Regions from separate parts of the Mus musculus genome. Here regions 1, 2 and 4 are each linked to region 3. A link is a contact called in public Hi-C, HiChIP or PLAC-seq and promoter capture Hi-C data. All regions are on one chromosome and are shown on one strand. The core of a region is the stretch at or near the end of the contact, and the rest is flanking DNA. Distances in the headings are between cores, read along the strand shown. Region 1 holds the start of Gprin2 (G protein regulated inducer of neurite outgrowth 2). Region 2 overlaps Grid1 (glutamate receptor, ionotropic, delta 1). Region 3 holds the start of Grid1 (glutamate receptor, ionotropic, delta 1). Region 4 has its middle 160 kb from the start of 4930596D02Rik.

Evidence for each region. Promoter capture Hi-C pulls out the DNA fragments that hold promoters and counts their contacts. Hi-C and Micro-C count contacts between places; a contact is called where the count stands out from the background. HiChIP or PLAC-seq counts read pairs in DNA pulled down with a chosen protein or histone mark.
Region 1: a contact with region 3 is called in a promoter capture Hi-C map of HPC-7-derived erythroid cells, with 4 times the contacts expected there. The contact joins the promoter of Gprin2 here to the promoter of Grid1 in region 3. A contact is called at or near these places in 5 of 39 promoter capture datasets (the C10 cell line, HPC-7-derived erythroid cells, liver and 1 more).
Region 2: a contact with region 3 is called in a Hi-C map of cerebral cortex, with 4 times the contacts expected there. The contact joins the enhancer-like site here to the promoter of Grid1 in region 3. A contact is called at or near these places in 2 of 39 promoter capture datasets (cranial neural crest and liver), 4 of 484 Hi-C or Micro-C datasets (cerebral cortex, cortical neurons and uterus), 5 of 115 datasets of contacts at active chromatin or transcription factors (embryonic stem cells, forebrain, neural progenitor cells and 2 more) and 1 of 9 other capture datasets (embryonic stem cells).
Region 4: an H3K27ac HiChIP or PLAC-seq map of embryonic stem cells shows a contact between it and region 3, with 14 times the contacts expected there. The contact joins the enhancer-like site here to the promoter of Grid1 in region 3. A contact is called at or near these places in 6 of 39 promoter capture datasets (embryonic stem cells, hippocampal neurons and liver), 1 of 15 datasets of contacts at CTCF or cohesin (embryonic stem cells), 3 of 484 Hi-C or Micro-C datasets (all in embryonic stem cells), 4 of 115 datasets of contacts at active chromatin or transcription factors (astrocytes and embryonic stem cells) and 1 of 9 other capture datasets (embryonic stem cells).

The regions. Positions count from the first base shown.
Region 1 is chr14:34,199,925-34,203,314 of GRCm38.p6, forward strand. It overlaps Gprin2 (G protein regulated inducer of neurite outgrowth 2), which reads right to left and starts at 1,709. Exons shown (of 2, transcript NM_183209.2): 1 at 1,486-1,709.
Region 2 is chr14:35,356,845-35,359,967 of GRCm38.p6, forward strand. The region is part of intron 8 of Grid1 (glutamate receptor, ionotropic, delta 1); the gene reads left to right. Among named protein-coding and RNA genes, the nearest start is that of Gm41133, 220 kb to the left of the region's middle. Within about 2 kb of position 1,542, at least 25 of the 459 cell types and tissues checked have an H3K27ac peak or open chromatin away from gene starts, as enhancers often do. A contact at or near this core is called in cerebral cortex and neural tube, where this site is marked.
Region 3 is chr14:34,817,925-34,821,542 of GRCm38.p6, forward strand. Grid1 (glutamate receptor, ionotropic, delta 1) reads left to right here and starts at 2,212. Exons shown (of 16, transcript NM_008166.2): 1 at 2,212-2,382. The coding sequence starts at 2,304.
Region 4 is chr14:35,649,055-35,652,432 of GRCm38.p6, forward strand. No RefSeq gene overlaps it. Among named protein-coding and RNA genes, the nearest start is that of 4930596D02Rik, 160 kb to the right of the region's middle. Within about 2 kb of position 1,532, at least 3 of the 459 cell types and tissues checked have an H3K27ac peak or open chromatin away from gene starts, as enhancers often do. A contact at or near this core is called in embryonic stem cells, where this site is marked.

The DNA.
Region 1 (3,390 bases), core at 459-2,958, 620 kb before region 3:
ACTGTCCTCGGGTTCTACTGTCAACAACTAGAGTCAACCACCCTCACATGCAGCAACTATCAATGCCATTTTGAAGAAACACCCCCCTCCCCCCAGTTTTTCAGAAACTTCCAGACTAGCCCAAGCCTGAGTCCGTGGGCTCCACTTGGTTAGAAATTCTGATTCTCTCCCCAGCTGAGAAGCCTATACCTTAGGGGTGGACTGGGGAAGGCTTCTAAAGGGCCTATCTCAGACCACACTAAGTCATTCATGCAAGCAGCAGGCGCTTAGATGACAACCTCTGTGTCCAGAAAGCCACAAAAAGGCAAGCAAGTCGACAAAGGAGGGAGCAGGGTGTGAGAGGAGAATCAGGACTGCTCACAGAGTTAACATAAGGAAGTTGAAAGGCCCAGGTAGGGATAGCCCCTACAGATACCTCAAATCCCTTGTAGAGAGGGGTGTGGCCACCTACAACTAGTGGTTTGATCATGCCAGCGTGCAAATAAACGGCCTAACAGGAACACAAGCCGAATGGAGAACGCAGCAAGAGACATCCCTTAAGGTGGGTGGGGCAGCTCCAAGAATAAAATCAGTCCCTCGTAGCCTCTAACCTTATCGAGATGGCATAGAACCTAAAGGCAGAGAAATGCCAGGAAAGGGGTATGCATGAGAAAACAAGCTCCAAGACGCCACCCTGCTCACCATAGAGAAACCCCTAAGAGTCCCAGAACGCCTAAGAGTCCCAGGGCCTGAAACCTGTGAGGGTTTGCTCACTCAGGTGCTAACAGTGGGCTGAATGTGTCTCAGGGTCAACTGCAACTGCAGGAGGCCACTAAGATTGTACCTGCACTCCCCAGCACAGTGCCCCAGCATGGACACACGCCTCACTGTGGCCATGGCACAGGCGGGTTTACAGTGTGAACCTGCAGGAAAGAACGTTCATTCACAGCAGCACTCCGCATGCCAAACACAGGCCGCCCCTGCTGCGGTCAAAGGCCTGAACGCACCACACACCACGCAGCCTCCCTGGCCAGGGCTCCCTTCCCCGAATCTCCAGAGCAAAGCCCACAGTGGTCTTAGGGAGAAGTACACAACCCAAGTCTCGGATCTAGGCTACAGACCTTTCCAGGACAAAGACTCAAAGGATATGGGGCAGTGAGCTCGCTGGTAGGGATGCTCCTGAGCAGAAGAGGGCGGGGCGCTGGCAACAGAGGACAGGGTGGGGGATGCGGATGGAAGAGAGGAGAACCCGGGAGGGAAGAAGCAAAGGAAGGCGGGGTGGAGGCCGATGGGCTCCGGTCCGGGGCAGAGGAAAAACAAAAACAAAACCCGGAGACTGGGCAAAGGGAACGTGGAAAAGAGAACCGGAGAGGGCAAGGGGGAGGCAACCGTGCGGAGGAATGCGGCGCAGACAGCGGTGAGGAAGGGGTTCGGGGGTTCAGGAAGGGGGGCGCCGCCCACACCACCCCAGCACCCACCACGGCTCGTGTTGAGCCAGCCTCTCACCCTGTCGCCTCCAGGGCCGCAAAGGCCGGCGGAAGCGCTGCTCCTGCGGCCGCCACAGGTGCCCGTCGCCAAGATGGAGCCGCACTGGGTCTAGCCCCGCCGTGGTGCAGCCGGCCGCGGAGCCTGCGCTGCCAAGGGCCAGAAGGGGAAGCTGTCACCGGTACCCGGAGCAGGGGTGCTGGGGGTTTGAGGGGGGCGACTCACTCACCTAGGCGCGCCCCGCCTCTTCACGGCTCAGCGTCCCGGCCCCGCCCCCTGCCTCGGCTCCGCCCATGTCATTCCCTTAGGCTCCGCCCCCAAGACTGCCCATCCCCCCTTCCTGACCCTTCCCCCCCGCCCCCCCCCCCCCCAGCAAGGCTGTTTTCTCACTGGGCTCATCCATTTTGTGCAACCTTCCCGACAGAGCCGGCCGCTGTGTTCCAATCTCCCACCCCTAAAGGGCGCCATCGTCCTGCCCCAGTCCCTCCGTGCCCCACCTTGCCTTGCGTGGCTAGCTCCGGCAAATCCTCCAGGTCCCAAATTCACATCCTTAGAGATTTTCAATCCCTTGCTCTGACACCAGAATCCATTGACATTCCCTGTGGCCCCGCCCCCCCCCCATGTCCTTTATCTTCCTGCCCCACCTCTCACAATTCTTGGGCCTCCCACCCACCTCTTGAGACCTTTCCCCAGGTCTTGCTCTCTAGAGGCCTTGCCTGTTAGGGAGTCTTCAGGCCTGCTGGATCCAACAGCATGCTCTCAGCTCTAGACTCACCTCAGGGAGAAATCCAAGCTTGATCCAGTTCTTGAGGTTTACAATTGCAGTGTGGTCCTTAAGGAGTACCTGCCCAGCTTCATAGTCCCAAAGTCACACCCTCAGCCATGTCCTTCAAGGTCTACATTCTTGATAACCTGTCAGTCTATCCACTTCCAGGACCATTTCCACCCTTGCCCTCTGACCCAATCCCACGCTAGGATGGTTTCGCAGCCTACCTCAGGGATGCAAAGAGCTGACATGCACAGTGACTCCCAGTGGGGAGAGACCTCACTGGAGCCTCAACTATTTTCCTGTAATTCCCTGCAGTTCTGATATTTCCTCCCTAGATCCCACTGTGTCCCTTCCTAAAAGCTCTACCGATTCTGGGTTGCCTGATCCCATGGAAAGTCTAGGATCCCTATTAGCTTTGCTCCAGCATCCCCAGACACACAGGACAGGAAGCTACCCCACCTAGATCTGACCAGACCCAGTCCACCATCAAGGAGTCCCCAGGTACCCAGGGCCACAGGGTAAGAGGAGACTGGGCTTCTTCTGAGTCCCCATCTCAGAGAACTAAGTCCCAGTGTCACACTCCTTTGTTGACAGCAGCCCTGGAGCCCCAACTTGCCTAGGGTTGTTTACACTCTTCCCATGCAGTTATGGGGAACCAACACCATCTTTGTCTCTCTCCTAGTTATGGATGGCTTCACTATCTTCTCAGAAAGTCCTAGATTTCCTCCAGTCACCCCTTCCCAGCAGGTCCTCAAAGCATTCTCTCCAGTTTGGGAAAACAGCCATCCTGGAAGAGCTAAGCACCCTGACAGGGCTGCACAGGCCTGTGGAAGCTCTGCTTCTACAGCCACAGGTGTCCAGGCTTTAAGATGGAGCCCGAGCTACACTAGTTGGGTCTAACCAGCCACGGTGCAGCTCGCTGCAGCGCTTACTGGGTATACAAGTAGGGGCCGAGGGTTCTTGCTTCCTTGCTACTCACAGCCGGCCTGAAGGATCCTGTCCAAAGAGTCTATAGAAGATTTCTGCACCAGGGACACTAACCAACTCCTGTCCCTCCCAGAAATTGCCACTCTTCTCATCCTCATAGTCCCTTCCCACAGAAGTCACTTACATCCCAAGAAGGGATGAGGTAAATGTGACTACACTGAGAGGAGACT
Region 2 (3,123 bases), core at 292-2,791, 540 kb after region 3:
CTGTTGTCCCATAGTGCCTGTGGCCCACTCTGTATATATCACCAGGCTACATTATCCCAACCGACAGCACTGAGCTTTCATTCTCCATATGGATTACTCCCACTGTAACAGTGACTTCATTTTTTCCTGTTTCTTACTTTCTGCCTGGAATATTATTTTCTCTCTGGTGATGGAATAGTTAATGTTATAGAGTGTGGAATAAGCCCTACCTGGCATAATAGAGATGTTAAACTGTAGAGCCCAGAGTCACCATCAGGCAGCCTGCAGGTTGGAGACTATAATACAAGCACTGTCAGGCCAAGAACAGGACTCTTCCTTCACTGACATCACTCTTGACCATCTTTCAGGACTGTGATGGATTGTATGGATAGAGTTGTACATTTTGTCTCTTAAGGGCTTAAAATTAAAAGCAACCATCACTCAAGTGAAAAGCCAAGGGCCCTCGCCTGCACAGGAGGATAACTAAGGGATTCTCAGAGAGCAAGTGATTGATTGGTAGAGATTCTGGTACAGTTTAACCAAGAGAGTAGTGCATACCGACTTTGCTGGGTGGACTGGAGATAATTTGGGAGCAGTAGGCTAATTCCCAGCAGAGAGTTAATCAGGTCCCTACAGCACAAAGGTGGACTTAGGGGTGTAACGGTACTTGCTTCCAGTTGAGGCAGTGGGGGTCCTGTGTCAGGATCATAAACTCTTTTAGAGATAAAGATAAAAGATAGGCACTGAGAGACTGCAGGGACCATTCCTCCTGCCCCCAACACACACAGAACCCAGAGAGTAGGTATATATCCACTTGCCTACAACCAACACCTATGGTTAGCTGTAACTGCTAGCCTTTGCCAGCCAGATGCTGGATCTTGTAAAAATTCCCAAGGTGTGTCAGGACTCCAGAGCAGGCTCTGCCTTCAAATTGGGCACATAACTCATCCTGCATCATCCTTGCCATGGTCACAGTAAAGGGCAGGTCCTTCTGGATTTAAGTCACTTTTGTTTTACTTTCTGAAAGCCTCATCTTCTGATGCAGCAGACTTTGGATTCCCAAGACTCTGTGGCAGAAATCTCCAGGAGGTCATTGCCATTATTCTTTTGGGGACCCCAGGAACTGGAAGCTTTTCTTCAAGGTTGAGATGACTGAAGGCTTCTCTTGCGAAGGCATGGAGTGAGCCTGCCTTTGACCTCCACGCGGACATTGAACCTCAGCTGTCATTTCATATAGCTGGCAATACCAGGAGGGGAGAAAACCAAGGGTTTCAACAATTCTCAGTGTTAGCAGGAATAAGCCCTGCACCCTTCCAGAGAAGAAATCACTGTCTGCATTTCAGAGCACGAGAGCTGATTCTGGCTTCCCAGTGCTTTCTTAACAAGTACAGCCAAGAGGAAGAAAAAAAAAATCACCTAAAAACGTCAAAAGTCACCTTGCCAGGGCTCCCCCCACTGGTGAAAATATCAATATGTGATCTCTTTGAGTTCTGTGGCATCATCTAGACAGGGACAACAGCGCTGCCTTTCAGAGCTGATGGGTACAGACAGTGCTTCTCTTCCTGCAGCTGCCGCTGTTGCTCACAGGAACTTCATAAGGCAAGATGGCTTTCTTAGGACTCTGATGATGGAGTGTGATTAACCTGCTGGGGAAGTGATGGATCCCAGGGGGGCAGAGATCCATGCCCCGTGGAAGAAAGATCTGGGAATGTCATGCCTCCCTGTCTGTCTGGCTTGAGTGGAGATCTTTAGCTCAAGGCCCTGGCCACCCTTCCAGTGCCTAAGGCGAGGCTTCTTTTCTGGGCCATTGCCTCCTCAGCCCTTCTCTCTGGCTTCCTGCCCAGGCCTCTGGGACTAAGCTGTACTCTTGGCTTTTAGGCTTCCTCCCTTCCCTGACTGCTGGGCTGGCCCTAGTCCTTCCTCTGTGACTCCTAAATGAGTATTCGAGTCCCTTCCTGGCTTTGTTCTCTTTCTAAAACCCAGTGTTAGCTTTTCATCGACATCTGTTGTTTTATAATCTTGTCTTTGAACTCCAGTATATCTTACATCTCTTTTTTCCCTTTCAGAGACCTTGTTATCTGTAAATTCTTTGAGGTTGGGAATGTATTTGTCTAAACTCTTAATCTTTTTATCTCCCTCAGAGATAATTCTCCACAATGGTGTTTACATTTTTCATTGGCTTTTCAATGCTCCTTTCTTCCCTGAGCTAGCTTCTCCCTACAGCATTCAGTGTTGGGGGCTGAGGGGGGTCCTCTATTTGCATATTTACTGTGACTTCCATCCTGAATATCATCCCATCCCTGAAGAGCAATAGGTCTTTACTAAAGAAATAGCAGGGAACGGGTCTGGGCCAGGGAGCTTGCTAGGCCTGCCTTCAGCTCTGGTAACTTCAGCAGTGCTCCCTTGCTGAGTCTATAATTTACTGTACTAGGAAAGTATCTCTGTTGTTTAAGGATTTAGAATAGAGGGAATAATTTTGGACCTTTTCATCAGATACACACTTTTTTTTTGCATCCTGAACCTTGGCCTTGAGCTCTGTTCACCAAGTCTAAGGTGCATATCTCAAGAAAAATGCACCCTTTGTCTCATTCAGTCCCTTCTTGCTGTTGGAGGCTGAGCAGACCTCAGTGAAATTACTCACTTCCTCCATGAGTCCCCAGTAGCATGGGGACATCTAGGATATGCTCAGTGCATGACCTCCTAGATTGATGTTCATAGGGCTAATGGAGGTCTGACTCATTACTGGCCGGGATGCTTTGAGACCTACAGGCATGAAATTAGCTGTTTGTTTCAAAAGAAGGTGGAGTTAGAGGGGAGGGGCTTCCAAGTCCCTCCTACTGCTCAGGGGCTATTGGCAGTTGAGGAAAGAGTCAGTTTTCTTTGCCAGTGTGGCCCTTTGGAGATTCCCCAGCCCCAGTGGATGAACCTATACCCATGTCATATGGGTAACATGAATTAGACTCAGTGGGATAAAATAATAATTGAAAAAAAGAAGGAAAGGAAAAGACAGACTGCAGTTGAAGGGGAAGCTATAGAGAAAGTCACCTAGGCTCTTAGGAAAACTCGGGCTCAGTGTGTTCCTGTTCTGCCCCTTACAGTGTCAAGAACTGGCTGCTTGCTATCTTGGGATCTTTCCTTCACAGA
Region 3 (3,618 bases), core at 962-3,461:
CAAGGGGTGCTCAGCTCAGGAGGGGAGGTTTCTCCAGGCTACACATTTTCAGGGGCTCCAACTTGAGATGTGACCTGCAGGTCTCAAACTATAGTGACTCCATCATCCAGGATTGAACCGTGTGCCTGTGTTCACACTTCCTTACTGTCTTCCCACCATGGAGTCAGTCCCCACAGGAGGAGCTACATTGTTAAATCCTGAAGCTGATGAGACTTTAGTTCCCACTTCCCTACAACTTTTCAGCTAGGGAATGCTGCAACTTCGCAGGGCTGAAAAACTGGAGAGGCGGGGATTTTGGATCAGCTGGATAGGCACTTCCCCCCTCCTACCGCAGGGTCCTGTGGTGGTACCTTTCTTGAAAAGGTAAGTTGTGTAGGGCCGCACTTAGTCCTGCAGCCCAGCCTCCCTCCCACCCACGGGAGGGAGGCTTTTTCTCTCTTCCGCGCTCACCATGTCCCCTCATCATAGAACAGTGCTCTTTGATGTCGCATAGCCCCATTACCCCTCTGGTCAGCTGAGACACTGCCTAACAACAGCTTCCAGGACCCTTCTGGCCTCTCTGCACAGACTCCTCGCCAACCCTTTAAAAGCTGAATTTGCCAGTGACAACTCAGTGGCTGGCAGCTTCACACACACACAAATGCACGTTCCCCACACAGTTCTTTCTTCTCTTCCTGTTTTGGCTCACTAGCAGCACCAAATGCCTGCAAGCTTCTCCTCCCTAAGTAGCCTTTGGAAACTATCTTCTTCTTTCAGAATCCATAGCTGCCTTTCTCCCTTAGGCTGGGCCAGAGCCCAGGCCCAAAGCTCCTCAACTGTCCTCTCCACATTTTTTAATGACCTGTATGGCCGTCTACCTTTCCTACGGTGCTGGGAGCTCTAGGCAAAGCTGAGCCTATCTTGGTTCTTTGAACCCAGTGCTCATCCTGGCGCCCAGTTCTGCCAGACTCAGCTGGACCCGGTTTCCGAAGGAATCAGAATCCTGGAGGGCTCAACTGTTTCCCTGAAATCTTAGGTGTGTTAAGTGGAGCCTCGTCCAACTAGGACCTGGGTGAGAGAATTGAGACCGGATTGCGACCTCGCCCCCCCCCCCCCATCTCTCAGCAGCTTCACGGGGGTGGTCAGCCAGAGTCAGGGAACCCGGAGGCGGCGGGAGCCCCGCTCTGCTTCCGCGGCTGGGAGCGAGCTTTCCTCCCGGGCTCGCTCTAGAAGGCTTCGTACAGGTCGCTGTCTGAGAGCGCCGGCCGCTTGGAAGGCTCCTCACGTCCAGGCGCCGCGGTCACGGCTGCGCCGGTTTCCGGCCATGAATTGGGCTTCAGAGTCTGAGCCTCCTGCCCGACTCCGGGCTCAGTGCACCGCCCCGGGGGCGGGGGATGGACGCCCGCCGAAATCTACCCGGACAGCCAGGGTTCGAGCCCGCCGCCCGCCCGCTAAGCATCCCGATGCCTCCTGGCTCGGTGCCCCGGTCTGTAGTCTCTTTGCAGGCTGCATGAGTCGGGGGTCGGGTTCCGAGACCCCCTGATCCGTTCTGGTCAGGGACAGGACTGCAAAATCTCGGCTGAAGTCCCCCAGCGCCAGCGAGTTCCGAGTTCCCCCTCCCCGAGGGTAGTCGATGGCTGTGCCTACTCCGTTTCTCCAGCGAACCCAGAGGCCGGGCCCACACGGCCAAGCCTAGGCTCGCCGCAGACAGACCAAGTCCCCACCGTGGTGCCGTCCTCGTAGCATCCCCCGGCCGGGAGCGCGGAGCACCGGGCGCCCCCTCCGAGCGGGCGAGCGGCGCGCGGCTAGGCTAAGGCTCCGCAGTCACGTGGTGGAGAGGAGGGCGGAGGGGAGGGAGGCGGGCGGGAGGGGAGGGGGAGCGCCGCCGAGGGGGAGGGGGAGGGGAGGGGGCGTCCTCCGCAGTTCGCTCCTCGCCTGGGCTCAGACACATAGCCAGCCCGGAGCCGCCGCGCGGGCCGGGCCGCCGCCGCCTCTGCCTCTGCCGCCCCCAGAGCCGCTCGAGCCGCTGGAAGCGCCGCCGCCACAGCCGCGGGCCGCCCCCGCCGCGCCGGCCTGGGCTCGGGCTGCGAGCGCCGCCGCAACCGCAACCAGAGCCGGCGCGGGAGCCCGAGAGCGCTGGGCTGGGCTGGGCTGGGTTGGGGCGGGCGCAGGGCGCAGGGGCGGGAGCGCGGGGGAAGACGCACGGGCGGGCTCGGCTCTCCCGGGGAGCGGCCCGGGACTGCACCGGGACCGGCGCCTCCCCGCTCCGCGCTGCCCTCGGCCTCGCCCCGGGCCCGGGCGGATGAGCCGCGCGCCGGGGGGACATGGAAGCGTTGACGCTGTGGCTTCTTCCCTGGATATGCCAGTGCGTTACGGTGCGGGCCGACTCCATCATCCACATCGGTGAGCTGGGAGAGCAGACGGACCGAGGCTGGGCGGGGGCCACCTAATAGAGCCGATGATGCGCGGAGTCCAAACTTAGCGGCTCCCCGGGCCGAGGGGCTCGGCAGTCGGTGTTCCCCCGAAGGCCCGCGCCGCCCCGCGGAGGAGCTGTGCTCTGGCCGCTCGGCGCTCCTGCGGGCACCTCGCTACTCCCCGGGGCTCCTGTCAGTGCGCGGGGCCCCGCGGCCTCTGCCGACACTTAGGGCCGCGGCTGCGGGGAACCTGGGATAGACCCTTGTCGAGATGCGTGCCCCTGGCGGGGCTGTCCGCGGGCTGGACCCCTCGTCACAGCTTGAACATTGGGGCCAGGGTCGGATAGGGCTCGGGGCTAGCTAAGTTGGCAGGGCAAGATCAAAGAGGCCAAAGCGGAACCATGTGTGTCTGTGGATGGGTGCTGTCAGCGTGCCAGTGTGTATGCACCTGGCACGGGGTTGGTGTCACTGTGAGAGGGCGTTGGGGTGTGTGGGGCCATCTGAGCTTCTCAGTGCGACTGTCGCGTTCTGTCAGCCTGTTAGAGTGGACACAGTGCTTGCCCGTTTCTCGGTGTGTGTCTGTGTAGCTCTCGGTGTGTGTGTGTGTGTGTGTGTGTGTGTATCTGGTTGTGGCAACTGCAGCCCAATCCTGGACAGTCCTAGAGTTTCTGCCTGATATAAGTCTTGGGGCCAGCGTACAGTGTGGATGGTAGGGGTGAACGGAAGGAGCATGGATAGTGGGGTGGGGGGCGCTGGATGGAGAGGAAGAAGAGGAAAAGCAGAGGAAGGGGAGACCGGAGGAGGGGTAGTGATCAGGAGTTTGGAGCAGAATGGCTGGGATCTCGAGAAGTTGGGCCCGGTTGGGGGACTAACAGCGGTCGCTTATGGGGGAGCCCCTCTGCAGTCGCCTTTCCGGAAGTTGGGAAAGACCAGCTAACACGGATAAACTGGGGGTTGGGAGGTGTGAGGAAACGTGGCTGATGTTACCCGCGGAGCAGAAGGTGGAGGGGATGACAGGGACAGAGTCTCTACTCCAAGGGCTGCGGCCTCCCCTCTGGTGCCGGTGCCGGGCCAAGATCCAAACGTGCTTCCCGCCCAGGAGCCAGAGTGGGTCTCGCGGTCAGCATTGCGGCTCCAGTATAGTGAGGAATTCGGGAGCCGAGTCCTTTTCCTACCCAGCTCTCGGCTCCAGGGCAATTAGAAGGCCAAGCAATAGGACCTTGGC
Region 4 (3,378 bases), core at 282-2,781, 830 kb after region 3:
GGGCAGTCAGATCATGAAACTGTTTATATCTTTTGTTTGCATTTTCTTCCAGTTCTGATGCACTGTGTAATTACTGGGGGATTGCTTTTTGACTTGTGAATTATTTAGAAGTTTGGTGTTGGATGAATGTTTGGATGCTTTCCAGTAGACTTTCTATAACTGATTTTTAGTTGAGTTTTATTAACACCTAAAATGCTTGGAATATGATTCATTGATAGAGTACCTGACTAGCATGTATTTATTCCTGGATTTGATTCCCAACATCACACAGACTTGGCATAATTTTGCATGTACCTATGATCCTAGCACCCAAAAGATGGAGGCAAGGGGTTGAGAAGTTGAATGTCATCCTTGGGTATATAGTGAGTTTGATGCTACTCTGATGCCACGCACTCAGGTCGAGTCAGCTTGACAGGCCGAGAGGCCTGGAAGCCACTCATGAGGCAGAGAGTTTCATGGAAACTCACCTCCTGGAGTCTGGCGTTCTCTTTAACCCATATACTCATTCTATTCCCGCGTTAGTCTGGTGTATGGATCCACGTGCTCTCTTTTAGTATTATCTTACTATAAGTGCCTTTTAAGATTGAATTCTGACATAGCTAAGCCTTCACCGTCCTAGAAAGTCCTTGAGCAGACCATGGGCTTGGAATTCAGTAAGAATGTTGCCTATTCAGTGACATTCAGAATTGCCTCTGGTATTACACTATCACTTTGAATAAAAGCTAAGTCACTGCCCTACACAGGAATTTACCATCCTCTAGGAAGGAGGAAATTTGAGACCTAAGGAGGAACCAGACTAGATACTTAGAACTATAGATAGCTGAGTTACACCCATACACACATATTTACAATGGCCTAGGGGGGAGGTGGACTATACAATAGACTAAAATAGGAACTATGGCAAGGGCATAAAGCCCTTGACCCTGGCTTCTAAGATTAAGTGGACCTTAGGTGGGCTCTTTTTGATCCCAGTTGTTAACAATGAATTCTATCCCAGGTGGTTCCTGTCAGACCTTCTGTGTTTGTATTCCTCTGTTTTGTGTAAGAATCCAGTAACCTCTTTGTACCTTGCTGGTGTGTCACCCAACTTCCCTATTTTCTTCTGTATAAAAAGTTTGATGCTTGATTTGACAAATTACATTCAGATTCTACACAACCTCTCCTGTGTGCATCTGTCTGTCATTCTCTCCTACGCTTTTCCCACCTGCCCCAGAGACCTGTTCCACGCAGACAAAGGGATCCAGAGGGTCTGCAGCACTCTGAGCTAGATGAAAAACTGTCTAAAAAAAAAATCAAAAAAAAAATTCCACATTTTTCAATATGTTTCTTTCGTTTGTTACATACTGAAAGATTCTATAGCTTAATCCCCCTTTCCTTCTTCCCCTCTCTCTCCCTCTCTCCCTCCCTTCTCCTTTTCCCTCTCCTCTCTCCCCCTCCTCCTCTCTTTTTCTCTCTCCCTCTTGCCATGTCTAAGTACATGCATATGTGTGTATACTTGGTGGGTGAGGCCAGATGAATAGTTCACGTGGCAATCCTCAGGTGGTGTTCCAGGACCTGCATGTTTCTGTCTCTCCAAAACTGGAACTATAGGTGCATGCCAGCACTGCTGCTTTCTTCATGTAGGCTCTGGGGATTGAACTCAGGGCCTCCAGTTTGCCGGTCAAGTATTGATCAGTACTGATCTCTGTATTGATTGTTCCTGGGAAATTTAAATACCTTAAAATTTTCTAATTTTATTTTATGTCTCAGAATATGGACTGTCTCAGTGAGTATGAACTGAAAAAGAGGGACTATTCTAACAGTGATGAGTGTAGCATTCCAGACCTTATAATATATACTCAGTAAAAAGGAATTTATTTGTTTATTCTAAAATAATTTTTAATTTTAGATATAGTTTGATCATGTTCCTCCTCTTCCCCAAGTCCTTCCACAATCTTCTCCACTTCCACACTCACCAAACATTAAATTGTTTCTCAAAAACAAACAAAAACCTAATACAGCAACAGAAATTCACAACCACGAAACAAAAGTAAAACACCATTCACTCATAAATGCAAAAGACTACACCAAAGTATAACCAAGTAAAAGCAGACAAAAGTCTCTGGAGTCTCTTGTGTGTTGGTCCACTATGTCTGATTATGAGCCTACTTGGAGTGGTTGATTTACCCAGTGTTACTCCATTGGAGAAAACAAATTTTCCTTCTGCAGGTATAAATGATAGTCAGTTGTTAAGCTTCAACCTAGTGGCTAGGATTTCATTAATTCATTTATTCATTCACTCAAGAATCCCATAGAAATGTTGAACTGGAAGACATAACATAACTATAGAGGACCTAGTGCATGCTGCCTCAGTCTCTGTGAGTTCATATGAGCTTTGCTTATGTTGATTTAGAGGGCCTTGTTTTCTGTATCCCCTCTGGCTCTTGTACTCTTTCTGCCTCCTCCTCCCCAGTATTCCCTGAGCTCTGAGGGGAGGGATCTGATAAAAACATCCTACTTAGAGCTGAGTGTTCCAAGGTTCACATTCTCTGTGAAATGTCCATATATGTGGGTCTCTATATTTGTTCCCATGCACTGCAAGAGGAAGCTTCTTTAAAGATGGATGAACAAGGCACTAGTCTAGAAATATAGGAGAATATATATCATTATGAATCTGTACCATTTACTTGTTTGTTTATACCAGTATTATTTGGCTTTACACTAAGTCCCTTGTATATTTAGTCTCAGATTATTAGTTTCCCTGTGTCCAGGTAGGACTCCGCCAGGTGGAGTAGGCCTTGAATCAAATCAGGATATCAGTTAATCCCCCAAGCTTTGTACCACCATTGACCAACATATGTTTCAGGTAGTACACTATTTTATATTAAGGTTTTGTGGTTGGTTTGGTCTTTACATTTCTCATTTGGTAGCATGAAGAATATCTTCCTGTACCAAAGATGATAGAATGAAGGGGTGAAGATTCTATGTAAACAGCAGCTCTACTTTTCCATGCTCATTGAGCTATATGAGTGTTGCCCTAAGCAATAGGGTCTTGTTAGTTTGTGAGGAGCACTGATAGTCTTGGAAACAGCCTAGGCTGTTTGGGTGTTCCCATGAGACCCAACAATGCAAAAAGATGCAACCTGGGCCAGGCATGGTGGCACATGCCTTTAATTCCTAGCACTTGGGAGGCAGAGGCAGGCAGATTTTTGAGTTCGAGGCCAGCCTGGTCTACAGAGGACAGCTAGGGCTACACAGAGAAACCCTGTCTTGGAAAACAAAAAACAAAAACGAAACAACAAACAAACAAAAAAGATGCAAGCTAATTCTGATACTGAAGATTTAACAAATCTGGACCCCCCTCTTTCTTTCTCTCTCTCTTTCTTTCTTTCTTCCTTC